7 separate regions of the Mus musculus genome follow, and regions 1, 2, 3, 4, 6 and 7 are each linked to region 5. Evidence: chromatin contacts called from public ChIA-PET, HiChIP or PLAC-seq and Micro-C data. All regions are on one chromosome and are shown on one strand. The core of a region is the stretch at or near the end of the contact, and the rest is flanking DNA. Distances in the headings are between cores, read along the strand shown. Region 1 holds the start of Plvap (plasmalemma vesicle associated protein). Region 2 holds the start of Zfp963 (zinc finger protein 963). Region 3 holds the start of Cilp2 (cartilage intermediate layer protein 2). Region 4 holds the start of Bst2 (bone marrow stromal cell antigen 2). Region 5 holds the start of Ssbp4 (single stranded DNA binding protein 4). Region 6 holds the start of Ocel1 (occludin/ELL domain containing 1). Region 7 holds the start of Atp13a1 (ATPase type 13A1).

What was found. Hi-C and Micro-C count contacts between places; a contact is called where the count stands out from the background. ChIA-PET counts read pairs in DNA pulled down with a chosen protein or histone mark. HiChIP or PLAC-seq counts read pairs in DNA pulled down with a chosen protein or histone mark.
Region 1: a contact with region 5 is called in an H3K27ac HiChIP or PLAC-seq map of embryonic stem cells, with 3 times the contacts expected there. The contact joins the promoter of Plvap here to the promoter of Ssbp4 in region 5. A contact is called at or near these places in 3 of 115 datasets of contacts at active chromatin or transcription factors (bone marrow-derived macrophages, embryonic stem cells and forebrain).
Region 2: a contact with region 5 is called in an RNA polymerase II ChIA-PET map of memory CD8 T cells, with 11 read pairs. The contact joins the promoter of Zfp963 here to the promoter of Ssbp4 in region 5. A contact is called at or near these places in 1 of 39 promoter capture datasets (pre-B cells) and 1 of 115 datasets of contacts at active chromatin or transcription factors (memory CD8 T cells).
Region 3: a Micro-C map of embryonic stem cells shows a contact between it and region 5, with 2.4 times the contacts expected there. The contact joins the promoter of Cilp2 here to the promoter of Ssbp4 in region 5. A contact is called at or near these places in 2 of 39 promoter capture datasets (cranial neural crest and maxillary cranial neural crest) and 3 of 484 Hi-C or Micro-C datasets (all in embryonic stem cells).
Region 4: an H3K27ac HiChIP or PLAC-seq map of bone marrow-derived dendritic cells shows a contact between it and region 5, with 5 times the contacts expected there. The contact joins the promoter of Bst2 here to the promoter of Ssbp4 in region 5. A contact is called at or near these places in 1 of 39 promoter capture datasets (cranial neural crest) and 2 of 115 datasets of contacts at active chromatin or transcription factors (bone marrow-derived dendritic cells and embryonic stem cells).
Region 6: an RNA polymerase II ChIA-PET map of memory CD8 T cells shows a contact between it and region 5, with 26 read pairs. The contact joins the promoter of Ocel1 here to the promoter of Ssbp4 in region 5. A contact is called at or near these places in 3 of 39 promoter capture datasets (embryonic stem cells, neural stem cells and pre-B cells), 4 of 484 Hi-C or Micro-C datasets (embryonic stem cells and stem cell-derived primordial germ cell-like cells), 8 of 115 datasets of contacts at active chromatin or transcription factors (bone marrow-derived dendritic cells, embryonic stem cells, memory CD8 T cells and 2 more) and 2 of 9 other capture datasets (embryonic stem cells and pancreatic islet).
Region 7: a contact with region 5 is called in an RNA polymerase II ChIA-PET map of memory CD8 T cells, with 17 read pairs. The contact joins the promoter of Atp13a1 here to the promoter of Ssbp4 in region 5. A contact is called at or near these places in 4 of 39 promoter capture datasets (cranial neural crest, frontonasal cranial neural crest, liver and 1 more), 1 of 115 datasets of contacts at active chromatin or transcription factors (memory CD8 T cells) and 1 of 9 other capture datasets (pancreatic islet).

Annotation. Positions count from the first base shown.
Region 1 is chr8:71,509,771-71,513,103 of GRCm38.p6, reverse strand. Plvap (plasmalemma vesicle associated protein) reads left to right here and starts at 1,335. Exons shown (of 6, transcript NM_032398.2): 1 at 1,335-1,753. The coding sequence starts at 1,388.
Region 2 is chr8:69,748,264-69,751,668 of GRCm38.p6, reverse strand. It overlaps Zfp963 (zinc finger protein 963), which reads left to right and starts at 1,707. Exons shown (of 4, transcript NM_001200023.1): 1 at 1,707-1,837. The coding sequence starts at 1,835.
Region 3 is chr8:69,885,678-69,889,064 of GRCm38.p6, reverse strand. Cilp2 (cartilage intermediate layer protein 2) reads left to right here and starts at 1,673. Exons shown (of 8, transcript NM_026818.2): 1 at 1,673-1,777; 2 at 2,533-2,631; 3 at 2,797-3,069. The coding sequence starts at 1,714. It overlaps Yjefn3 (YjeF N-terminal domain containing 3), which reads left to right. Exons shown (of 6, transcript NM_001353930.2): 5 at 1-78; 6 at 1,043-1,277. The coding sequence ends at 1,248. Gm33746 (a long non-coding RNA gene) reads right to left here. Exons shown (of 3, transcript XR_379069.4): 1 at 2,795-3,387; 2 at 2,158-2,471; 3 at 681-2,071.
Region 4 is chr8:71,535,377-71,538,979 of GRCm38.p6, reverse strand. Bst2 (bone marrow stromal cell antigen 2) reads left to right here and starts at 1,508. Exons shown (of 5, transcript NM_198095.3): 1 at 1,508-1,852; 2 at 2,546-2,621; 3 at 3,155-3,194. The coding sequence starts at 1,553.
Region 5 is chr8:70,606,677-70,610,261 of GRCm38.p6, reverse strand. Ssbp4 (single stranded DNA binding protein 4) reads left to right here and starts at 1,948. Exons shown (of 18, transcript NM_001372473.1): 1 at 1,948-2,137. The coding sequence starts at 2,082.
Region 6 is chr8:71,369,548-71,372,954 of GRCm38.p6, reverse strand. It overlaps Ocel1 (occludin/ELL domain containing 1), which reads right to left and starts at 1,657. Exons shown (of 4, transcript NM_029865.2): 1 at 970-1,657; 2 at 322-487; 3 at 153-206; 4 at 1-9. The coding sequence starts at 1,280. It overlaps Use1 (unconventional SNARE in the ER 1 homolog (S. cerevisiae)), which reads right to left. Exons shown (of 8, transcript NM_025917.4): 8 at 3,223-3,407. The coding sequence ends at 3,246.
Region 7 is chr8:69,789,792-69,793,173 of GRCm38.p6, reverse strand. Atp13a1 (ATPase type 13A1) reads right to left here and starts at 2,011. Exons shown (of 26, transcript NM_133224.2): 1 at 1,533-2,011. The coding sequence starts at 1,919.

The DNA.
Region 1 (3,333 bases), core at 86-2,585, 900 kb before region 5:
GATGGGGGGCGGTGGTAGCGGTGGTGGTGGTGGTGGTGGTGGTGGTGGTGGTGGTGGTGGTGGTGGTGGATAACAAGAAACGGAGTAAGCAGGTAAAGAACAAAGACTTCCAGAAGATTCTCCCAGTGCTTTGGGGGCTGGTGTACCCGCAATATCCTTTTATCTGTGACCCTGAAATCGTATACCTCTATCTGGGCATTGTTCCACAGAGACCCTAGAACCTCCACGTGGGACACCACCTACCAACAAAGCTTACTGCCACTTCCTGGGACCCTGAAATTACCGCAGGCCAGGGACATAAGCACACTTTTGTTATAGAGGGGGAAACTGGGGCAGATTGTGGCAGAGTTTGGAGGCCTCTCTCCGTTATCCCCACTCCAAGACCCTGCTTTTCTACTGCATACCGCTCGGATTGTTTTGTACTTTGGGAGGAGTCTAGGCAGGGGCTCTATTGCTAAGCCACACACTATTCCCAGAGCATGCGCAAGTGAGGGGGATATCTCTGAGTGCTGGTAGAATAATTGAGGGAAGTTGTGAGGTCTCTGTAGTCCTTATGTGCACTGTTTGTCCATCCTGGAAAACTCCTTGGAGCTCCTGGGTGGTGAACTCACACCCACAATCCTTTGCCTTGGACCCCAAACTCTACAGCTGGTGGGAGCTATCCCACGGTGACTGGTGTGTTTTGTGGGACATTATCAGTGGTTCCCCACGTTTAAATCCAGCCTGCCACAGAGTAAAAGCCTGGGCCACAGAGCCAGTCTCTCTCTCTCTCTCTCTCTCTCTCTCTCTCTCTCTCTCTCTCTCTTTTGTTTTGTTTTTTTGTTTTTCAAGACAGGGTTTCTCTGTATAGTCTTGGCTGTCCTGGAACTCACTTTGTAGACCAGGCTGGCCTCGAACTCAGAAATCCGCCTGTCTCTGCCTCCCAAGTGCTGGGATTAAAGGCGTGCGCCACCACCGCCCGGCCAGGGCTAGTCTCTTGTCTCACTTGTGCCTTAGTTTCCTCTGCGCCTAGCCACCGGACTGTTAGATAACACGTCCCGGGAGCAGAGGGCACTGTCTGGCCCATCTAAAGTGGGGTGTGTGGGGTTGGAGTGGGAGAGTGGCGGTGGTGGAAACTGAGGCCGGACCAGGCTGGGGAAGCCAGTTCAGTCACCCAGTGAGTGCCCCGCCCTCCACCTATCACAGCTGCCCAGACTGTCAGTCAGTTCCTCAACAGCCTGGGTGGGAGTGTTGTGATAACCCACAGTCCCCATTTCCTCCTGGCCAGGAAGGAGCCGGGCAGAGGAAGCATTAAGAGGAGTAATATAAACACTCCCCCCTGCCTGGCGCAGTTCAGATCTGGCCAGGCAGACAACGCCAGACAGTGCGCCCTGTGGACACTGCGCAAATGGGGCTCTCCATGGACCGCAGCCCATACGCCCGCACGGGGGACCAGCAGCGCGGCTGCTGGTACTACCTGCGCTATTTCTTCCTCTTCGTGTCGCTCATTCAGTTCCTCATCATCCTGGGCCTGGTCCTCTTCATGATCTATGGCAATGTGCACGCCACCACTGAGTCCAGCCTGCGCGCCACGGAGATCCGCGCCGACAGCCTGTACAGCCAGGTGGTTGGACTATCTGCCTCACAGGCTAACCTGAGCAAACAGCTGAACATCAGCTTGCTTGTCAAGGAAACAGTCATGCAGCAACTGTTGACTACGCGACGTGAGATGGAGCGCATCAACGCCAGCTTCCGCCAGTGCCAAGGCGACCTGGTAAGAGGCGGCATGTGTGCCCTGGGCTGCAGCCCTGGGTGCGCCCAAATGCTAAACTCCATGGGAAGAAATCTGGATTCCCTCCTCCCCACACACACTCCTTCATTTATTTAGAACATGACCTCATGTAGTTCAGGCTGGTGTAGAACTCACTGTGTAGCCAAGGATGGCCTTGGGCTCCTGACCCTCCTGCTTCCACCTCCAGGACTCTAGGATGACCAGCCAGTGGTCAAGCCTGGTGTAGTACATGCAACACCACTGAGCTACAGCCTTTCTCTCTCCCTAATCCCACCCCCAGCAGAGTATGACTGTATAACCCAGGATGGTTTTAAACTCACAACAGTTCTCTGCCTCAGTAGATTGAGTGCTGGGATAATAGGTGTGGGTCACCCCATGTACCTGATGAAGATCTTGTGACTGTGATTTCTCCATGGCAGACATCACCTGTCAAGGAAGAGTTTGCTGCAGGTGGCTTAGTTTTTACAATTAAATGTATTTATTACACACGCATATGTCTACCCGCATGCTGTAACCTGTGTGTGGGGATCAGAGGACAACCTTCCACCGTGTGGAAGACTTGACTCAAGTTTTGTCAGCCTTAGCAGCAATTGTCTTTACCCACTGAACTGCCTTGCAGGCCTGATCACTCAATTAATTAATAATTAATCTATCTATTTCTTGACGCAGGGTCTCACTATAGCTCTGGCTGTCCTGGAACTCATAGAAATCTGCCTGCCTCTGCCTCCTAAGTGCTGGAATTAAAGGTGTGCACCACTATGCTGGGCTCTCTGATCTTTCAATTTAATAACAAAATCTCTCTTGGGATAAACCAGAAATTCATAATTTTATGGCTAGGCCCCTGGAGTGGAAGGAACTCTCTGGGTGAATGTGGGGGTGGGAACACATGCAGACCCTAGCATTGTCTGTCTGCAGTTGGCGTTTAGCTGGGTCCTGGGCATTCACAACAGGTCCTGCTGCTGTCAGTGCCTGCCCTGTGCCTGCTTAAGGCAGCTTCACAGAGATGGTAAACAGACTCAGAGGGCTAGGGTCTCCCTCTGTGTGACAAGGGTGAGCAGAGCTTGGGGCCAGCTCAGAGCTCAGCCCTTGCCCAGCATGGGTGAAGCTCTGTGCTCCAGGCCCATTAGCGAGCAGGGTTGAGCATGTACATCACTCTAATGCTTTCGAGCTAAAGCAGCAAGAGCTGCTTCAAGTCTACCCTGGGGTACATAGACATTTGTCAGAGAGGGGGTGGGGTGGGGGGGCACTTGTCTTTGAATACTGTGTGGTAGGAGATAGGAAGGAGCCCACTGTGACCTGGGACAGTTACAGAACTGAGGTCCTGGAGATAGCTGTCCCCACACAGTCCCAGTACGATGTTACACACATCCGACTGTGTTCACCCAAGACACCTCCACACTGCCACAAGGAGAACAAGAGGCTGCAGGCTGAGGCAGCTTCTGACCCAACAGCAGGGGTGCTGGCAGGCACTAAATTAGGGGTGAAGCAAGGATCTCCCCTGGAGAGGACAGGGTCCTAGGCTGCCTGAGGATAGAGGTGGCCTCCTCTCTCAGATCACTACC
Region 2 (3,405 bases), core at 458-2,957, 860 kb after region 5:
CAGACACACCCACATCCACACCCAGAGAGAGAGTTGGGTCAGACAGACAGACAGACTGGGCCAGGTGCTGGCTTTTGAAACCCAAAGCCCACCCTGAGCAACATGCTTCCTCTAATGAGGCCACACTTATCCTTCCTAAACAATCCATCAACTGGGAACCAAACATTCAAGTATATGAACATATGGGGGCCTGCCACTCAAACTACCACAGGTGCCTCTGGACAAGACCCTACCCAGCTAAGCTTCTAACATGTAAAAAGGAAAAGCCCAAGTAATTTTCTATTCCCCAAAACCATGACAAAGGAAAACGGCTGCAAATGTGATTCAGTGGGGCCAGGCTCCATCCCAAGAAGGCAGCAGAATTTGGCCATGATGTCTGTGTGGTTCTGACTTTAGAGTCAAGTCTGTAACTATGGAGAGTGTATGGCAGTGTAGTCCCTGCATGGAAGGTACTGAGAAGCTATTGTGAGTCATTTTGGAATTCAAACCTGGATTTCAGTGGAGATCCTAGAGCCATGAGACATCCGCCAAGGAGAGAATTGTCTTGAGCCTTAGAAGATATTTGGACCTTTAAATAATGTTGAGACTGTGAAAGTCTATGGGGACTTTTGACGGAGAACCAAATGCATTTTGCATTATAGTATGGTCTATGGGGGCCAGGGAGTGGAAGGAGGTGGTTTGAATGAGAATGGCTTCCATAGGCCATGTTTCAGTGTTTGGTCCCCAGTGATGGAACTGTTTGGGAAGAATTGGGTGCAGCCTTGGTGGTGGAGGTGGTCTTCGAGGTTTTAAAAGACTTGTGCCATTCTCAGTGGATTAAGGTGTGAGTCCTCAGCCTGTGGCCAAGCCTTAACAATACCAGCATGGACTGTTACACACTGCACCTCTAAGCCTGGTTAAACTGTTTTATAAGTCACTTCAATCATGAAGTTTTATCATAGCAACAGAAATGTAACTATGTCAGGCAAGTGCCCTTAATCACTGAGCGATCTCTCCAGCTCCTGTTTTTTTTTTTATCAACTCTAATTTTGTCTGTTTGTTTGCATTGGGTATGTTTATTTGTGCAGGCTAGTTTTATGTCAATTTGACACAAGCTTGAGTCATCAGAGTGGGGAGCCTCAATTGAAAATGTCTCCATGAGCTTGGGCTGTAAGCAAGCCTGTGAGGTCATTTTTAAAAATTAGAGATTAATGGGGGGAAAGCCCATTGTGGCTGGGGCCATCCCTGGACTGGTGGTCCTGGGTTCTCTAAGCAGCCGTATTTGCAGACAGTTTGGAGTCACCCGATGTGGGTTCTGGAAATTGAACTTGGGTCCTCTGAAGAGCAGCATGTGCTCTCAACCTCTCAGTATCAACTGGAACCAGAGTGGTCTGACTGGCCTCCTAGGTCTGAGGCACAGGGGCCATTGTATTAGACACTGAGTTGGTAACTGGACTGCTTACGAGAACCATCTGGTACCCTGTTAGACTAGGAAGTGCTTGCCGAGTTCACTGAGACAGCAGGGCCCAGCTCTCCAAGAACAAGAACAAGTTCTGCGTCAATGTAAATTCTCCTGACCATATGCTGGAGTAAAAGGCAGGCAGTCCAGGGCAGAGACTGCCTGGTCATCACTTCAGCTCCTGCTGTCAATCAGCAGTCGCTGGGCGGACCTAGCCAATCAGGGCCTTCAAGCTTACACCACTCAATCAAGAGCGAGGTAGGGCAGTGGGAGGCGGATTTTCTCTGTCCGCCGTGTTGTAGACTGAACTCCGTGGCTCAGGGAGGCCCCGTGGGTGCGTGTGCTGCGCTGTGGCCGCCGCTGTGAGGGGAGCACGGGCAGCTCGGAAGCCGCGACATGGTGAGCGCAGGGCCGCTGTCCCAGGTGGAGAGGAGTGGCAGCTATCGGTAGCTCTTCGCTTGTGCGGCGTTAGGCCCGCTGCGGTTGGCGGCGACTAGGTCGCTGCGGCTGTGTCGCTCCGCCCTTCGGCCGCGTCTGCGCAGAGCTCAGGGCGCCGCAGGGGAGGCCCCGCCCTCCGTGTCGGTGACGTCACGGCCACGAAGTGGTTTTTGTGTTGTACCCTGAGGCTGTTTGCTGAACTCAAGGTCCTGCCGGTTCCCCTGAGTTGTCTTCACATATTGGTGGAGAGTCCACTTTGAAATACTTTTGTGGGAGTTGTAAACTCTTAAGTTTTTGCTTATTTATGCCTATGTTGGATAGTATTTGTGAAGACAATTACTCTCCTGAGTTTAATTTGCTCTTTTAAAAGAACATTGACTATTTTGTGAGGTTCTTTTTTTATACTGTTTTGTAGATAAATTAGTTTCCAAATATTCGTACACTATTATGATCATTAAATTTCTTTGTAAAGATAAAATCTTTTATTTGTGTACTATTTATTTAGAATTGTCTGGAACGTTGAGGGTTTTTTTTCCCCCTTTACATATAAACCTTAGAACGGCTTTCTGCTGTTACACAAGATGTTAGCATTCTTGTTGGGATTGTGTTTTGAATTTATAGTGTAAATTGAGGAAAGCAACATCTTGGTGTTGTCTTCTATTTACTAGGCCAGTGCATATTCTTATTTGATTTTTTTTTTCTTTTTTCTGGACACTGGATCTCTCTGTGTCAGTGGTTCTTTACCTTTCGGTTAAGACAATCAGAAAACACTAATTCCCAATGGCTTTAGGAACTGAGATACTGCTCAGTTACAACATTACAATTATAACATAGCAACAAAAATAATTTTTTGGTTGGGAGTCACCTCAACATGAGGAAATGTATCAAAGGGCCGCAGCGTTAGGAAGGTTTAGAGTGACTGCTCTATGTATTCCTGGCTGTATGGGAATTTGCCATGTAGCTCAGGCTGGCCTTGAGTTCACAGAGATCCCTCGTCTCTGACTCCCAAGTGCTGGAATTAAAGACCTGTGCCACCGTGCCTGGCTTGATTCATTTTTGAAAAAGAAATTTATCTTCATCCAAGGATCTTTGTGAAATTTAGTATATGCTTCTCTTTGTGTCTCCTTTGAGCTGTGGTGCTACATACTCGGGGAAATTGCTAACCATTCAGTTGCTCATTGCTATTATACTGGAAGATGGACTTCTTGTGTTAATCTTGTATTCAAGAAGATTTTTTTAAAAAAGATTTATTTATTATTATAAATAAGCACACTGTTGCTGTCTTCAGACTCACCAGAACACATCCCAGTGGTTGCTGGGATTTGAACTCAGGATCTTCAGAAGAGCAGTTAGTGGTCTTACCCGCTGAGCTATCTCCCCAGCCCCAAGAAGTTTTCTTATTATTTCCTTGAGTTTTTGTTGGTCTTGGAATTTCCTATTTGAAAAGACTTGTATTTTATGTGTTATACTTAACAATTTTATTTTGAGATTCTAATACAATTAAACATTTCTCCCTTCATTTTTCTCCC
Region 3 (3,387 bases), core at 424-2,923, 720 kb after region 5:
CAGGCGGGCACTGCGCGCGCGCGCTGGCCACGCTGAAGCGACTCTCCATCCCGCTTGTGAGCCTGGACGTCCCCTCAGGCACGCCACCCAGGGACAGCCTGGTTACCCTAGCCTGTTTTTTTCCATCCATCCTAAATTCTACCCCTCTGCACCCCCCTCCCCCAACTCGGTTTTCCTTGTCCAACTCTTTCAACCTCGGTTTCCGCGTCTGCCCCCATCGTATTTCACACCCGCCCTGAGGATGGGAGCGATACAAGTGGCTGTCCCAAGTGACTCCGTGTCCCCTTGGTCCGAGTGCTCAGCTCCACGGGCACCACCCACCACCAGTCCTGTGAGCTCACTCGGCAGAGGCCACGCCTGCCAGGCCAGAGCTGCTAAGGACAAACAGCGCTCAGCCTCTCGTGGGGACTGCGTGGGGGTGTCCCCTAGCTACACTGCTCCAGGACAATCCCCGACCAAAGCCGAGGCATATCTAGTCCTAGGGGGATACAGTAGGTGGTCCCGGAAAAGTGAGGGATTCTGCAGTTGGAAGCCTCTAATCAGAGAGAGGAGCCGGTGGCTCTGGTTAGTGCCTGAGGCAGGAGAGAAGTCCTGGTTGCTGGTTCGTGGACTGGGTGGAACCGAAACTCCTGGTGGTTTGGGGAGAGGGCAGAGTCCTAACAAAAGTACCACGAGGTGGGTCAGAGAACCAAGATGTCTCAGGTCGGAGGGGGAAATCAAATACGATAGGGATGTGGGGGCACAGTTTAGAAGGAGGGGGGTCTCGGGTCACAGTACAGGGTGGGGTAGAGAGGCTGAGGTCAGACCCGAGGTGGGTGAGGAAGGTCTGATTTAAGCAAGGCGCGGTTCCTAACCTCTGCGGAAGGAGACACGGCTCAAGGCAGAGGCTGGGTCTTGGCAGACTAGCAGTGGAAATGGTGTAGTCGGAGGGTGGAGGCGGTTTGCGGTTAGCAGGTCTGACCGCTACCCGCGTGCGTGGAGGGAGGCAGAGCAGACTTGGTCCCGGGCCGGAGGTCCTCAGCTCCCCCTCTTCCGCCCTCAGGCTGGGATGCGGAGGCTGGCGGAGACGCAAAGGACGCGGTGCAGCCCGATGTGCTGGTGTCCCTTGCAGCGCCCAAGAGCTGCGCCGGCCGCTTCTCCGGACGTCTCCACTTTGTAGCCGGCAGGTTCGTGCCTGATGACGTCCGCCGAAAGTTTGGCCTGCACCTGCCAAAATATACTGGCACCGACTGCGTGGCCTCACTGTGAACCGCACCAATAAACATCTCCACCACCTCTCCCCTGCCTCTTTTGTGTACCAGGCCAGGGGGTGGGCGGGTGGAGAGGAGACTTCCCTCCGGGTTTGTGGGGAGGAGCTGCGCCGTGGAGTTTCTTAGAATGGAGAGCAGACCCCTGCTGGGGGGTGGCCTCCAGTACTTAGGACCGAAGTTTAACAATATAGAGAACGTCCAGCATCCTAGGGCGCCAGCAGCTTCAAGTTTCAGACCAGAGGGAGCCAGGCACACAGCACGGGACCCAGTTGGAGAAGGAGGGGGGAACGCAGGACACCGGGCAAGGGCAGTCTAAGGGCGGAGGTACCGCGGGAGGCTTAGAAGACCCAGTCTGGTGTGCGGGGGCGTGGCTTGTGGCCCGTTCCGCCCTTTTAGGTCCAAGCAGCGGCTAGGCCCGCCACAGTCAGATCTCAGAGCTTCGCAGAGCAGTTCGGACCTGGCGATGGCATCACCTCTGCCCTTGCTCTATCTCTGCCTTGCCGCCTTACACCTAGCGGGAGCGCGAGGTGAGATACCTTGGGAACCACCCCCTACACACACACACACACACACACACACACACACACACACACACAAACAAACACACCAGGACGACAGCCGCAGGCACAGAAGCGGGCGGGGGAGCACCTCATGAGCGTCCCAGAGAGCCGGTGAAAGAAACCTCTTCCATCGTCGTCCCAGGAAGGTCCACTTGGCCAAGGCTTTGAATTGTAAATCATCAGGTTTCCAAATCTGTGCCAAGGGGTCGTAGCTGTCTCTCCGCGGGGCTGGTGACAGTCCTATTTCTCAGAAGGCTGGGGCTCCAGGAAGAAGGGGTTTGTCTGAACCTGTCTGCCTTCCTATTCCACCCCGGAAAGATGGAAGGCCAGAGAAACCAAGGACTTACCTGTTGGCACCTTGCGTCCCACCTAGAAAGACCCGGGAGAGTATATGGCAGGAGGGGACTTCCAGGAAGAGACTGCAGCGGTCTGCGGGTAGAGGCAGAGCCTAATACACTCGACTTGTGTTTGATGAACATTTGAGCCTAGAGGTGTAGTGGGACATAGAGTCGCCAGATCTGCGGAGTGACAGGGCTTCAGGGTCCGCTGCTAGTAATGGGAAGGCTTCCTGGAGTGGGTGCTGCTGCAGTCCCCGGGGCTAGAGCTGGCCTCTCAGATCCTCAGTTTTATATCCCGTGAAATGTGGTAGTCAATGTTCCCCCTGTTGCACCAAAAGAGGGGTCTCAGTGGTCCCTATCTTGTGCCTCCTCGAACTCCCACAGATGCCACCCCCACCGAGGAGCACACTTCAACCGCCAGGGGTCTTCAGGGACGGCCGCCAGATACCGGCCAGCCCTCGCCAGCCCTGGAAGATTGGGAGGGTGAGTCACCTCAGCAACCCGCCTGTGTGATCTGGGCCTGGTGGGGTCAGTGGGGAGGGTAGGGAGAATGAGGAGTCCTTGGACATCACAGCTCCTTGGGCCTCAAGGCTCCAAGCTGGAGAGACTAGGGAGGTGGGACCCGGGCTCAGCGTGCGATGCTCACAGAGGCCAGCGAGTGGACGTCGTGGTTCAACGTGGATCACCCGGGAGGAGATGGCGACTTCGAGAGCCTGGCCGCCATTCGATTCTACTATGGTCCCGCGCGGGTGTGCCCGAGACCACTGGCACTGGAGGCGCGCACCACCGACTGGGCGCTACCAGCTGCAATGGGCGAAAGGGTGCACGCCAACCCAGAGCGTGGCTTTTGGTGTCTCAATCGTGAGCAGCCTCGAGGCCGCCGCTGCTCCAACTACCACGTGCGCTTCCGCTGCCCACTGGGTAAGGGGGGGACCCATAGGCCTGGGCGGGCGGGTACAGTACGACCCTAAGGGGCAAGGCCCAGTGATGGCAGGGCACGGGCGTGGCTTAGAGAGGCACACCCATCAGCACAGTGAGGATGCAGGGAGCTGTGCCCAGATTGTAGTAGCTAGTGCACTAACATGCCAGGATCCCATTGGCCCATCCTGAACAGCTCGGTGTTGGGGATGCCTTAAGCCTCATTGTATTGAAGTCCGATGGGGAACAGCAAGGTTAATTAGGACCGCATCTAGCAAGAAGGGGTGTGTGTGTGTGTGTGTGTGTGTGTGTGCAGGTGAG
Region 4 (3,603 bases), core at 259-2,758, 930 kb before region 5:
CCAAGCCCCAGGACGAGAGCATCTAATTCTTAACCTTTGAGTAGAGAAGGCTTGCAATCATATAACAATAAAGACTCTCTTTGTTCTTGCATCAAACTCGAAATTCCTGATGTTGTTCTGGGGTTCCTGAGAACTGGGCATAACATTGGCATTTCATCTAGGCTCCGCCCCACAGTTACCTGGCAACAGCCAGGTGTGCCTGACTCACTATAAAAGGGGCTGCTTGCCTCTTCCTCTCTTTTCTCCTCTTCTAGATCTTGCTCCCTTTACCCTCTTCCTCCTCTCTCCCCATTCCCCTCCCACCTCTCTCTCTACCTGTTCCCGGCTAGCCTCTACTCCTCTACTCTCTCTCTCTCTCTGCCTTTCTCTGTCTCTACTAGGCCCTCAACTCCCCTCCCCATGCCCTAAATAAACTCTATTCTATACTCTACATCCCATTGTGTGACTGGTACCCTGGGGGCCTCAGCCTGGGCCTGCAGAAGCACCCTCTTCCCCCACACCATACCACACCCCCATCAAACATATCCCTGGCTTCTTTTTCTTTTTATAAAACACAACACCGAGTCCTCCTATGCAAACTGGTCTTCACAAGGACAGAAAACGTAATCTCTCCATATACTAGTGCTTTGGCCACACAGTTTCAGTCCTGAAGAGAACCCCTTGACTGAATGTGGTCTGCCCTATGTGTCCTCAGTAAAGACTCCATAGTGTTTTGAGGTGGGTACCATTCAGGACATTCAGCGGAGCCAGGGAGGATTCCAGAGTAGTGGAGCACACCTGCCATCCCAGCACTCGGGAGGCAGAGACAGAAGGATAGGAAATCAAGGACAACCCCTATGCTAACTCCAGGTCATGCTTCATGTCACTTTTGCCCAAAGCCAGGCCAAGCCCTCTCTGAGTGCCTGGTGCTCACTGAAACACTCCTTTTTTACCCCGTTCACAGAGGTTTTCCCGCAGGCAGGTTTTCCCCGCCAGGTTGCTCCTGATGCCAGGACAAGAGCTGGGAGGCACACTTTGCTACCTGGCCAGGCTTGGTTTCCTGCCCGCTGCTCTGTAGCCACTATTCTCAATATACAGATTCTCAATAGCTCCCACGATCCTTTCGTGAATGGAGACCCCTGACCTCAAACCTTGGCCTTTGGTCTTCAGTCCACAACTGAACCTTGAAGTCTTAGTTCCCCTTCTAGGAGACCAAACCGACAACCGGCCTGTCTCTGCCTCCCAAGTGCTGGGGTTAAAGGCGTGCGCCACCACCGCCCGGCGGACAGCCACTGTTAAGTCGAGTCCCAAGCCCACAGGCACCAGGTGACTGGCCAGCGAAGGCCAAGAATTTGAGTTGAATTCCAGAAGTTTCTCTTGCTTCTAGGGGCATTCCAGGAAAATGAAACTGAAAGGCTGCAGTTTCTCCACTAGCAGTTTGCAACCCGGCGGCTCTAGAATTGCGTTGGACTCCTGAAGTTGCTATTTGCTAGAAGCAGTGGTGGGGCGGGGTTATGCTAATAAGGGCGTGGCCTGGAAAGGGTTCCTGAGCCCTCTAGGATCGACGGATCACATGGCGCCCTCTTTCTATCACTATCTGCCCGTGCCCATGGATGAGATGGGGGGGAAGCAAGGATGGGGCAGCCACCGGCAGTGGCTGGGGGCCGCGATCTTGGTGGTCCTGTTCGGGGTTACCTTAGTCATCCTGACAATCTACTTCGCCGTCACAGCGAACAGCGTGGCCTGTAGAGACGGGTTGCGAGCGCAGGCTGAGTGCCGGAACACCACGCACCTGTTGCAGCGCCAGCTCACCCGCACCCAGGACAGTCTGCTGCAGGCCGAGACACAGGCAAACTCCTGCAACCTGACCGTGGTAAGCCTGGAATCCGTCCCCTCCAGTGGCTTTGAAACAGCCAAGCAAGTCCCCCACCCCCACCTCGAAGGCCAGCTACTAAAGACTGAAATCCTGGGAGACCTTAGAACTCCCTACAGCTCTGCAATCAGGGGCCTCAGTATCCTCCCTTCCTTTGGTGACTCTCCAAACTTTGTGTAGAGTGCTTGAGTTGGAGAGCTCGAACCTGACTTAGGGACCAGCATTTGGCTTCACTGGGATATCACTCAGCCCTGATTGAATTTTTTGAAACAGGGTCTCCTAAATTGCTCCGGCTGTCCTAAAAGTCACTCTGTAGACCAGGCTGGCCTCAAATGCTGCCTTTCAAGTGCTAGTATTAAAAACATGAGCCACCACACCTAGCAAATTATTGAAACTTTTAATATGTCTCTGAGAGACCTTGTCTGGGAAGCCCGGTTCTGCTGTGTGTTTGTGTAGGAGAATATCTGGAACTTTCTACTAGGGGTTAACTACGAAGAGTTTTCAAACTCCTATGTGGGCACTTAAAATTGCCGTTTTGGAGATTACACCTTGGTAGGACTGGGTGGATACGGAGAGTGTTGGAGGGGAACCTGAAAGGGGCTTTGCTTGAGAAGGTCTCAGATGCCTTTGCCTGGAAGTTTCCTAGGGGCCAGGACAACAGCCAACCCATGTTTGTGCCGCTTTTCTGATCAGGTGACCCTTCAGGAGTCCCTGGAGAAGAAGGTGTCTCAAGCCCTGGAGCAGCAGGCCCGCATCAAGGAGCTTGAGAGTGAGAGGGGGGCAGGGGGAGGGGGAGGTCCAGTGGAGCTGGGAGGGAATAGCTTAGGCCTCCAGGTTGGGACTTGGGGAGAGGTGCTGACCCACATGAAGGGGTGGCAGGGTCATGAGCCCACTGCTTGGAAGTTTGGTTTCTTCCCAGAGACAGACAGAGTGCCAGGGATGAAGGAATAAAGCTTGGGGAGTGGAAGTAGGGGTTTATGTCAGCAGAGAGCAGAGGGTGGGTAGGAAGAACGTTGTCAGGAGGGTGGAGGCCACAGATCTGCTGGGTTTCCCAAGTGTTCTCTAAACTGGTGCTTCTACAGCCCTGCAGAAGGCCTTAGGCTGGCCTTCCTTTGATTCCTTTCTCCTTATTACCCCACCCCCACCCCCTCTGCCTGACCACACTGGCTGCTGTGTGGCCTTGGTGGTTAGATGCATCCCAGGTGTTCCCTTGGGGTGCTCTGGCTGTCCCCGCCCTCTCCCCCTTCTGGCTGCTCACTTAGCAGCAGTATACCGACCAGCCCTCTGCTTGTGTCATCGCAGATGAAGTCACGAAGCTGAACCAGGAGCTGGAGAATCTGAGGTTAGAGACAGCTCTCCCTGCCCACCGCCACCCACTCCCCTCCAGACTGCACTTCCTTCAAAAGCTGGGCTCCACTTGGCTCACACAGTCTACAGCTCAGGTGTGAGCTGTGAAGAAGGCCTAATCAGGAAAGCCTACACCACCACCGTGGGGTGTTGAGGACCTGAGGCTGAATACCCAGCACCCACTTACAGATTGGCTGGAATTATATGATTGGAGCTCCATTCTGGAGGACAGACAGAAATATCCTGGAGCTCACTGCCTAGCCTGGTTAGCCCAAACAGTGAGCTTCATGTTCAGGGAGCAACGCTGAACATCTCTGGCCTACACATGCACCTACACAAATGAACACATAACAGCTTGTACACACAACACCCCTACACACACACACACACACACACAAAGAAAG
Region 5 (3,585 bases), core at 699-3,198:
GGAGCGCCTCGGTTGCCATGACGACGGCGCAGTTGCTCCCGCCCGCAGAGCCTCCCCCAAGCAGCCTTCAAGGGCTGCGGGCGCCCCCCCCCCCCCGTTCTTTCCTCCTCCCAGCGTCCGCCTCCACTCTCCTCCGGGACTCCCACCGTCCTCGCTGCCGCCGGCCCTCCCTCCCTTTGTCCGGCTCTGTCTCCTGCTTTCCCCAGCTGACTCTTTTCTCCAGGAGTCGTAGCAAAGTGTCCCCGCTGGGTCCCCAGGGCCCGGTAGACAGCAGGCGCTCAATAAATAGTTCCGGGGGTTGGGGTGGGTGAAGACACTGAATCAAAAATTTGTGGCTGAGAGAGGGGAAACCTTGCGTCCTGGGCATCTCCAGACCTTGGGGACACAATTGAGGGTGGAAGGAAACTCGGAGCTGCGTGCTGTGCCTCCCGGCTGCACTCGCAACCTCTCTGTGTCTCGCTGAGAACAGGGCCTGCAAAGAGCTGTAGTGCGCGGTGGCCCAGGCGCACCGACGGCCTTCCTGGCACCCAGCAGTCGCCAGCCCCGCGGCGGGGAGAGGAAGCTGGGGGAGGGGGTGGCGGGCCAAGCAGGAAATGGGAAAGGCCGGCGTCGGCCCAGCTGAGCCCTGGGGGAGGAGGCGGGGCGCGCCCCGGCAGCCTTTCCTGAGCGCCTGGAACCACGGCGGCTCGGCTTCCCGCCCGCCCACTAGGGTGGGGGCGGGGAGGCCCGGGCTAGGGGATCTGCCTGCACCAGGGACACCACGCGAGACTTAGCGCCGTGGTGACCTGCATGCTGTCACACTCACACAGGAAACCTGAGCTCATGACTGCGCCACCGGGTGCTGACGACCCACCTGTGCGCAATCTCCAGCAAGTCCCCACTAAACCCGTCGTGTCCAACCGGGGACACTTGCAGCGATAGCAAGCCTTAGCCTGGATGCTTCCCGACGCCCATGCGCCACGACCCCTCGTGCTCTCACGGGGCCGCGTGTTATACACGTGCGTCTGCGCTGGAGTGGGGGAAAGAAGCATGCTCTCATTCCCAGCGTGCACCCAGAGGTGGAGGCAGGAGGACCACCTGTTCAAGGAGCCTTAGTGAAGTAGAGAGCTGGAGGTCAGCCTGGGCTACAGGAGACACCGTTTTTACTCCGACTTTGAGACAGGGTCTCACTATGTATTGGCTGCTGTCCTGGAACTCGCCATATAGACCAGGCTGGCCTCGAATTCACAGAGATCCTCCTGCCTCTGTCTACCGCGTTAAGAAACACTTTCAGAAAAACAAACAAAACGTGCTTGGTCTGGGGTTCAGTCCTTACAACGCTGGCATGCATAAAAAAAAAAACAAAAAAAAAAAAACCGGGCTCTGTGCACAGCACACAGACCAGGCTAAGTGGCACACGCCTGTCGTGCAAACGCTAGGGAGGCTGAGGCAGGAGGATTAGAATTTCAGGGTTATCTGTTTTATGTGTTTGAGACAAGCCTGGCCTATATGAAACTCTCTCAAAAGGGCCCCTCACAGCCCGCAGCGCTGTATTGGCTCGCAGAGAGTGTCCTGGGAGTAGAATGTCATGGGCGCATATCCTGTGAGCCCAAGAGCCTAGTGCAGTTCCTGAGTCGAAACGGAGATATCCACAGCACCCCACCCCCACCCCCAGATCTGTACAACTGGGAGTCTTGCTCCGCAGCCGAGGTATGCTTGGAGCTCGCGGCCATCCCCCTGCCTCAGCTTCCCAATTGCACAAATAGCAACTGCTGGAGCGCGTCCCGGGCTTGAATATCTTTGGGGGGAGGTATTGAAGTCTGTACTTATTGGTGCGCAGCCTATTGGTGGGCAGTGCCGCCCCCGCGGGCTCTGCGCGTGCGCGCTCCCAGCGCGCGCGCGGGGGGGGGGCCCACCCGCGCTCCCGCCGTTGCCACTTTAAGAGCGGCGGGAGCGCGCGGTGGCGGTGGCGCGCTTCCCGGAACAGCCCGGGGAGGGCAGCGCGGCGAGAACCCACCCGCGGCCGGAGCTCCCGCGCGGACATGGCCGCGGGGATCGGGGCGCGGGCAGCGATGGCCACGCGCGCCTGACAGGTGCGGAGCATGTACGGCAAGGCGAGCAAGGGCTGCGCGCCCTCGGACGGGCAGGCGCGCGAGAAGTGAGTGCGCGGTGCGGGGCCACGCGGGACCGGGGACCATGGGGTCACGCGAGACCAGAATGGTGCGGGATTTCAGGGGGGACACAGGAGATCCCGAGGAGATCGGGGAGTGACTGGAGATCAAAATGGTGCGGGATTTCAGGGGTACACACGAGATCAAGGGGCTCATGGGGTCACGCGAGACCAGAAGGGTGTGTGATTGTGGGTGTGCGAGACCTGAGGGTCCTTTGGGGTCACAGAATACACAAAGGACAGAATATATTGAGGTACTCGAGTTCCAGGGTCTTGGTGGGGGGGTCACATGAGATAGAGGGCATGGGCATGAGCTTGAGAGCTCCAAGGGGGCTTGGGGTCTCAGAATACCTGAGGGGACAGGAAATCAATGGGTCAAACAAGAGCCAAGGGGTTGCTGGGGTCACGTGGCGGTTCATCGGGTGCAGGATCAGGGGCTCACTAGGGAGTCGGTGGTGTATGGGAGATCAGGAGTTAGGACTTGAGCGGTCACAGGATGCCCAGGGCAGGCACAGCATCTGAGGGTTGTAAGGCCTCGGGAGTTCTGGGGTCACACAAACCTGACAGGTGTGAGCTTTCGGGGTTGGCTGTGAGACCATGGCACTGGAGGACAGCTTCAGGTCTTAGGGCCGCAGAGTCCCAAGTATCCAAGCTGGAGATTTGAAACAGGACACGTGGGTTCATTGTGGCTGCAAATTTGAAGAGGTTGGGTCGGACCCTAATGCCCTGCGGGGTGTTGGGGTTTTGGAGGTTTGCGTGGAAGTTGGACTCCACTGTCGCTTGTAGGCAAAGGTGCGGATTCAAAGCCTAGAGAGGTGCAGAGCCTGACCATGGCGGTCCCGGGACACCTCCCGGAGTCCCAGGTGAGCCAGAATGGGTCTGGCTCTAGACGCCCCACATTGAAGATACAGGGTGCGCTGCCCAGGTGGACAGGCTGTGCTCTAGCTTCCAGTGAGGACACGCCTGGGCTGGCCTTCCTTTCCGAGGTGCCTGTGTGGAGAAGTAGGTGAAGCGGGAACGTTTGAAGTGTGCTGGGAGCCCAGCACTCACCTTTGAGGTGTGAGTGTGGAGGCCTGGATTGTAGCAGGGCCTGAGGGGGCAGCTTGCCTAGAGGCTGAGTTGCCCAGTGCAGCCCTGGGTAGGGGACAGATCACCTGGCACAGAGAAGTCTGGGTCACTGGGCTGCCATGCAAGGCTGGCTCCCTGAGAGCCTGCAGTTAGGACTCATTTATGGTCAGTAAACTCAGTGACCCTTCCTGGCATGGGGCTGCTGGCCATGTGGGAAGCAGGGACTGACTGATTCCCTGATACCTGGCAAGTCCCCATTCTAGGGAATGGTTCACAGACCTGTGCTAAGTTTGGGGGTGAGGGTGGGGGTGGGTGTTGATGATTGTGTGAGAGGAAGCTCACATCCAGGAAGTGGGGATCTAGTCATT
Region 6 (3,407 bases), core at 408-2,907, 760 kb before region 5:
GCCAGGATCCTAGGGGGACAAGAGTTGAGGAAGTCCTCCTGGCACTGTAACCAGAGGCCCTCAAGCTGTTCAGCTTTGATTACATGGTCCCAGTCTCAAGACAGCACCACACACACACAGCCCAATCTGTGACCCCAGGAGTCTCCACTCACCCCTCGCTTCTTCTCAAACTCTCTCCTGACATGAGCTGCCATGCGAGCCTCCTTCTGAAAGGGCAAGGTGGGAAGGGGCTCAGAAGGGCCACCATGACCCTGACAGCATGCCACCCAGTAGAAGCTGCACAGCCGCAGGAAGCTGGGGCACAGGAGTTCCTGGGCTGACCTGGCTTCGTGGCGGGGGCAGCGACAGCAGCAGGGCCTCCAGTTGCTGGAGCTTAGCCTGTGTGGCCCCCACCTCCCGCTGGAGCTCCGAGAACTCGCCATACTGGTCCTGGAACACTGCGGCATAGCGGCTCCGGTCCCTTCTGTTGGTCACTGGTGGGTACTTACTACCAGGTTGGAAGGGGTCAGTCAGTGTATAAGTAGAGGGAAATCTGTCTTTCCACCCATCATGGCAATTGGCTTTTCTTCTTCTTTTCTTTTGGTTTTTTTGAGACAGGGTTTCTCTGTGTAGCCCTGGCTGTCCTGGAACTTACTCTATAGACTAGGCTGGCCTCGAACTCAGAAATCCGCCTGCCTCTGCCTCCCAAGTGCTGGGATTACAGGCGTGTGTCACCACTGCTAGGCCCGGCAATTGGCTTTCCTTTGCCAGTGCTGACCACCAAATCAAAATGCCTTCTACCACCAATTCCGTTTCCTAATTTCATAAACTCTTATTCGCCCATCAAAACCCCAGCCTCAATGCCCCTTTCTGTTTCCCAGGCATTAAGAAGCTCTGAGGGAACGTGGGTATGATGAATTCAGGAGACTAAGGTAGGGGCTATCTTGGACTAGACGACCAGACCTGGTCTTACAACGAGTGGGCACTCACAGCTCGTAGTCAGGTACTGGGTTGAGGCGGGGTCCCAGATCTCTGGGATGCTTCTCAGGGTGCAGTGGCTCCCGGGGGCGCAGCTCATCCGCAAACACGATCTTCCGGGGCCTCACGCAGAGCTCTCCCGGCCCGGGCTGGCTCTGCGGCCGTCTGGAGCGCGGACGCTCCGGGGCAGGCATGCGTGGGGCTGCAGCTCTCTGGCGCCCCCTGGCGGCAGGGCGCGAATTGCAAGTGGCTTCCGGGCCTGAGAGCCTGGCCAGAGGACCCCGCCGGCCGCGCCTGGAGGCGGGACCTGCATGTATTTGCATACGCGAGCGCGGTTGGCTGGCCGCGCAACCCAGAGTGCGGATCCCGGAAAGGGGCACTGACGAGGCGCCGCGACGTCACCGCGGCGTCATGCTCGAGAGTGGCTGGCGGTGCAGCGCGGGCCCCGCCCCATTCTTGAAACCGGAAGAGCGCAAAGCAGCGGAGGGCGACTGGGGTCCGAGTCGAGACGACCCCTTCGCCTCTTGCCTCGCGGGGTTACGGCCCACAAAGCTTCCAGCCCCCGCCCGCCTGTGGTTATCCGAGGATCCCACTCGGTGTCACCTGTCCCAGAGCCCCGTCTGGCCCTGCCGCCGGGAACGCAGCTGTGCAGGAACTGCGGGTGGAGCCGTTGGCACGGGCGCTCGGCCGCTAGGGCGGGGCTCTCAGGGTGGGCGGAGCCTGCGGCGCGTGTTCCTCTCTGGGTTGGAATCAGCCCTTCACTATGCTGTTTGGCCTATTCATTTACCCCAGTCTATTGGGAAAATAAGGTAGTTTTTTTTTTTTCTTTTCTTTCTGCTTTTTTTTTTTTGTTTACCAATTTATTTTTTTCTTTAGCAATTGTATTATTTTTGTGTGTGTGTGACCTTGTACATACTCAGAGACCAATACAGGTCGTTGAGTGTCGTACAGCCCTACTTTTTTTTTTTTGACAGTTTCTCCGAAACCTGATGGTCCCTGTTTAGGTATTCTGGCTGGCCAGCGGGCTCCAGGTAGATCTGCTTGTATCTCCCTCCTAGCACTGGGTTGATAGGTTCCTGCTCCCCACCTCTGCCATTTTACAAGAGTACTAGGGGTTGGAACCTAGATCTGCATACTTGAGTCACACTCTTACACTGAGTCATCTCCCTAGACCCTAAGAAGTGACGTTTATTATGCTAACTATGTGTGTGTGCATGTCAGACTCCCTGAAGTTACCATTACAGTTAATATATTTATTTTTAAAGATTTATTTCATGTATATGAGAATATTGTAGCTGTACAGATGGTTGTGAGCCATCATGTGGTTGCTGGGATTTAACTGATGACCTCCGGAAGAACAGTCGGTGCTCTTATCCACTGAGCCATCTTTCCAGCCTATCTATCTATATTTATATACACACACACACACATATATATGTATATATATTTTTTTTTGGTTTTTCGAGACAGGGTTTCTCTGTGTAGCCCTGGCTGTCCTCACTTTGTAGACCAGGCTGACCTTAAACTCAGAAATCTGCCTTCCTCTGCCTCTCAAGTGCTGGGATTAAAGGCATGCACCACTACTCCCGGCCCAAATATATTTATTAGTTTTTAATTTTGTTTTTGTTGTTGTTTTTTGTTTGTTTGTTTGAGACAGGGTTTCTCTGTATAGCCCTGGCTGTCCTGGAACTCACGCTGTAGACCAGGCTGGCCTTGAACTCAGAAATCTACCTGCCTCTGCCTCCCAAGTGCTGGGATTAAAGGCGTGCGCCACCAGTGCCTGGCTAAATATAGTTTTTGATTGGCTTTTTTGTCCCTAACTCTTACTGCTTATTTTGCTCATGCTCTGGGGTGGAACTCAGGCTGTCAGGCTTTGTGGCAAGTGTCTTTACCAACTGAGCCGCCTGACAAGCCTTTCTTGTGCTATTTTTGGAAGATGGAGTCAAGGTCCCACTATGTGGCCCTGTCTGGCCTATAATTTTCTGTGTATACCAGGCTGGCCCTAAACTCAGTCTGCCTCCCTAGGGAGGGGATCTGCGTGGCCACTGCTCTCCCAGGCAGGTTTTAACTTTTCTTCCTGTTTTTGAGACTTGGTTTTGTTGTGTATTGTAGGCTGCCCTACGCCTTTGGAGCAGAGTGGCCAGGTGAAGGGCTGTAGGCTGACTTCAGGATAGAGGTGTCCTGGCTGGCACCACCCTGCAGCCCAGGCACCCCCTGCAACACACACACACACACACACACACTGCTAGCACTGAAGACATGTGGGTTGGTGTGCAGGCTTTCTTGTTTTATTTCAGCCTGGGCATGATTCGGATAAACAGGATCATGCTGATGAACACGAAGCACACGACAATGAGCATGGCCCACAGCAGCCAGTTCACTGACTTCTGTGCATGCTGCTCCAATCTCTCCGACTCCAGCTTCAGCTTCTCCAGGTTCTGGTCTGCCAT
Region 7 (3,382 bases), core at 762-3,261, 820 kb after region 5:
TCTACCTTCTTCCCCAGTGGTTTTATGCATGCTACTTTCGTGACACAAGAAACATTCCCCCATTCCTCCACCTCTGGTCAGCCTTGCAATGACTAGAGGTGGAGGTGGGACACAAGGTGGTGGCCCTGAAACTAACACTTGATGATGAACTAACACAGCGGAAGATGGGTAAAGGTGCCACGGAGGGTGCCCCCCCATTATAGGTTACCTTAGCTTTCCTCAGTGACCCCGGAGGGAGGTGTTTCAGCTTTCACTGTACAGTAGGGTGAAACTGAAACCCAGTGAAACCTAGAGAGAAGCAAAGCCTGATCTGCCTCCTCACCCAAGGCTGCTTAGCTCTTCCCTCTCCTCCTTTCTAGAAAAGGAAGTTCTCAGCTACAGTCCAAAGGACAGCTAGAATGCTAGGGACCGAATGTCTCACACATGAGCGCAAGCGCTTACACACACACACACCCATCTATTGACCCTGGGTGCCAAGCTCAGAAATTTGGGCCCCTCTTCAGGGATAAATATTAATGAAGGAAACAGGATGCCTTCTCTTGGTACTAAGAATTCAATGCGCACACATAGCCATTGAGGGTGTATATGAGGGTACTCAGGATTTCCTTCAGTCACTGACACTGCCTCCCTTTTCTAAAGACCTACCCAGAACAGATATTGGTGTGCCAGGCTTCAAATCTGGTGATCTGTAGTGTGCTCACTGGGTATTACCCTCAACCTAGAGTACCTTAAAGTCAGTGCTTCCTGTAGTGACACTATGTTTAGAGTTCTGAATTTAGAATCACTGCACCATTCTGACAAGCCCTCATCTTAACCATACCTTACCGATAACTTGAGACTCTACGCTATTTTAAGTCACTTACAAGTAGTTCCTGGCCATCTTCAGCACCAGAATGAATTACACTCTCTTTTGGGTCTAGCAAGGGACAGACAGAAGCTGAACACTGGGCCATAGGACTTGGCTTCATACATTTGGGGGTATTACCCCACAGGTCTAATCTAACACTTAAAAAAAAAAAAAAGAAAGAAAGACCAACACAAGAGTAGAAGCCAGAAATAGTGACACAGGCTTTTAACCCGAGAACTCTGGAGGCAGAGCTAGGCGGTTCTCAGTGAGTCCTAGACGACCCAAGGCTGCATAGTGAGATCCTATCTTACAGGAAAAAAAAAAAAAGAGTAAGAAAAGAAAACCAAAACCAAGGTAGGAGATGACGGAGAAGCAAGGCGGAACCGTTCCAAGAACAATACACCATATGGGAGCTAAGAGAACAATTCACACTAACAGTAGCATATGGATCCTGCTCTAAGTGTGTTCCAGGTGTTTCTTGTGAATCAAAATAACCAGCCACAACTGCATGGCGAGTCACAGCGGGGTCAGAAGTAGGCCTGAGCCATAGGACAGGGGGCGCCGCTGGAGAATCGAGCTGTTAAGATTGGAGACTCGCAAGCCCGCGGCAGCCCGGTACCCCCGCTAGGCCCCATTGTGCCTGGGTCCCGGTCCGGGTCGGGGTCGGGCGCGCGCGCGCACTTACCGGGGTGCAGGTGAGCGCGCAGTGCGCGTGCACAGACCAATGCCCCGACAGGACAGTGAGTGCGTGCGCGAGGCAGATGGTGGCGAGCGCCAGCAGCGCGGCCTCGGGTATCTGGGTCCAGCTGCTGCCCCATCCCCAGCAACCGCTGGCGGCGGCGCCCAGCCAGGCTGGGTACAGCAGCCCGGCAAACGGCAGCACGGTGAGGCGCCGCAGAAGCGCCAGCCGCCGGTACGGCCACACGGCGGCCACCAGTTCGTCGCCGTTCGCTATGAGTGCTGGCCCGGCAGCTAGGCCCGGCCGCAATCGCGACCCAGGCTGAGGAGACCCGTTGTCCCGGGCCCCGCCAGGCCGGGCTCCGCAAGGAACCGCGTTGCCCACCACCGCCATCTTTCCCAGCGCTGCGCTGGCTTCCGGCAGAGGCACCGCCCCACTTCCGGTCTATTACTTCCGGTAAGGTCTGAGCGCCACCTTGGAATAGGAAGCGCCTAGGTAAACCGTTAGGTGGGTTAACACAAGTGTCTGTTCAGGGCGCCGCCATGACAAAGAAGGTACCAAAGGTCCAAATCAGCTTGCTAAGGTCGGCCGTGGCGAACTAAGAACGCAAAAGATGTAGACGGGCAGGGCGGGATTGACATCAGCAAGAGACCCTGAAACGGAAGAGCCCGTCCCTTCTCAGCAACTTTTCCGGCATCTATCTAGGAAAGAGCCTCCGTTTGGGGAGGAGAAAAGCTTACCCTAAGATACAAACTTTAGGACTTGGGACCTTTTGAGGGCGGGTTTGGGAGGAGGCGGAGCTTTCGCAAGGTAGGGTTGAGGGTGCCTTTTCCATGCAAGCCATACGGTAATAAGTACACAAGGTCACATTAACATAAATGGAAAATTAGGTACTTATGAAATATACTATGATGCTTTATGCAACTATTCTGTACAAGTACTGTTATTTAAACACAGCCATAAGAAGGTTTTGAAGATTTAAAAATATATAAGTATGTATCTGTCTCTGTGTGTGTGTGTGTGTGTGTGTGCGCGCGCGCGCTGTGCAGTTCCTACGGGGCCCTAAGAATTCGTCTGAGGTGGGAGCGGGTAAAAAAAAAAAAAAAAGAATGTGTCTGAATCCTGGATTTGGAGTTACAGTTAGTTGTGAGTGTGAGTTCTGGGAATTAAATACAGATCCTCTGGAAGAGCAGCCAGTGCTGATAGTGGCCGCTGCCTTTGACTCGCGAGTGCTGGCCACCCTACCCAGATCCAATATAGATCATTTTTATTCTTTTTCAATGTTATTTTGCTTGGTAGTGCAGGGCATCTCATGTATAAGCAAAGCTGAAGTAGGAAGATGACAACTTCAAGGTCATCTGAGAACTTAAGGAGACTTTTTCCAGACTTAAAAAAAAAAATAAAAGTGTTGGCTAGTTCAGTGTTAGAGTGCTTGCCCAGCATTCTTGAAATCCTGGGTTTCATTCTTTGTAAAAACAAACAAATAGAAAAACTCACACAGCCCCCTGACTGCAGCCTGCTGTTGCATAGTGATTTTCTCTCAGTTGAAATGACTGGAGGAAAGTTTGATAAGAGGACTAAGGAAGTTCTAAAGGCAGGCCTTGTCTCCTCGCTTCTCTTCACTCTATCCCACCCCAGGGGATTAGTCTCCAGTCCTTGGGCTTGGCAGCAAATGCTCTTGCCCTCTGAGCCTGCTCTCTACAGAGAGGTCCGTTAAGACTCAGGAAATAATTCAGAGGCTGAAGAAATTCCTGAAACCTTAGCAGGTGCAGCAGGCTCACTTCTCCCCGAGGTTATTAGGCAGGCAAGTTCATTGCAAGTACGGCGGAGAACTCTAGGTTTGCAGTTTGGAGTGA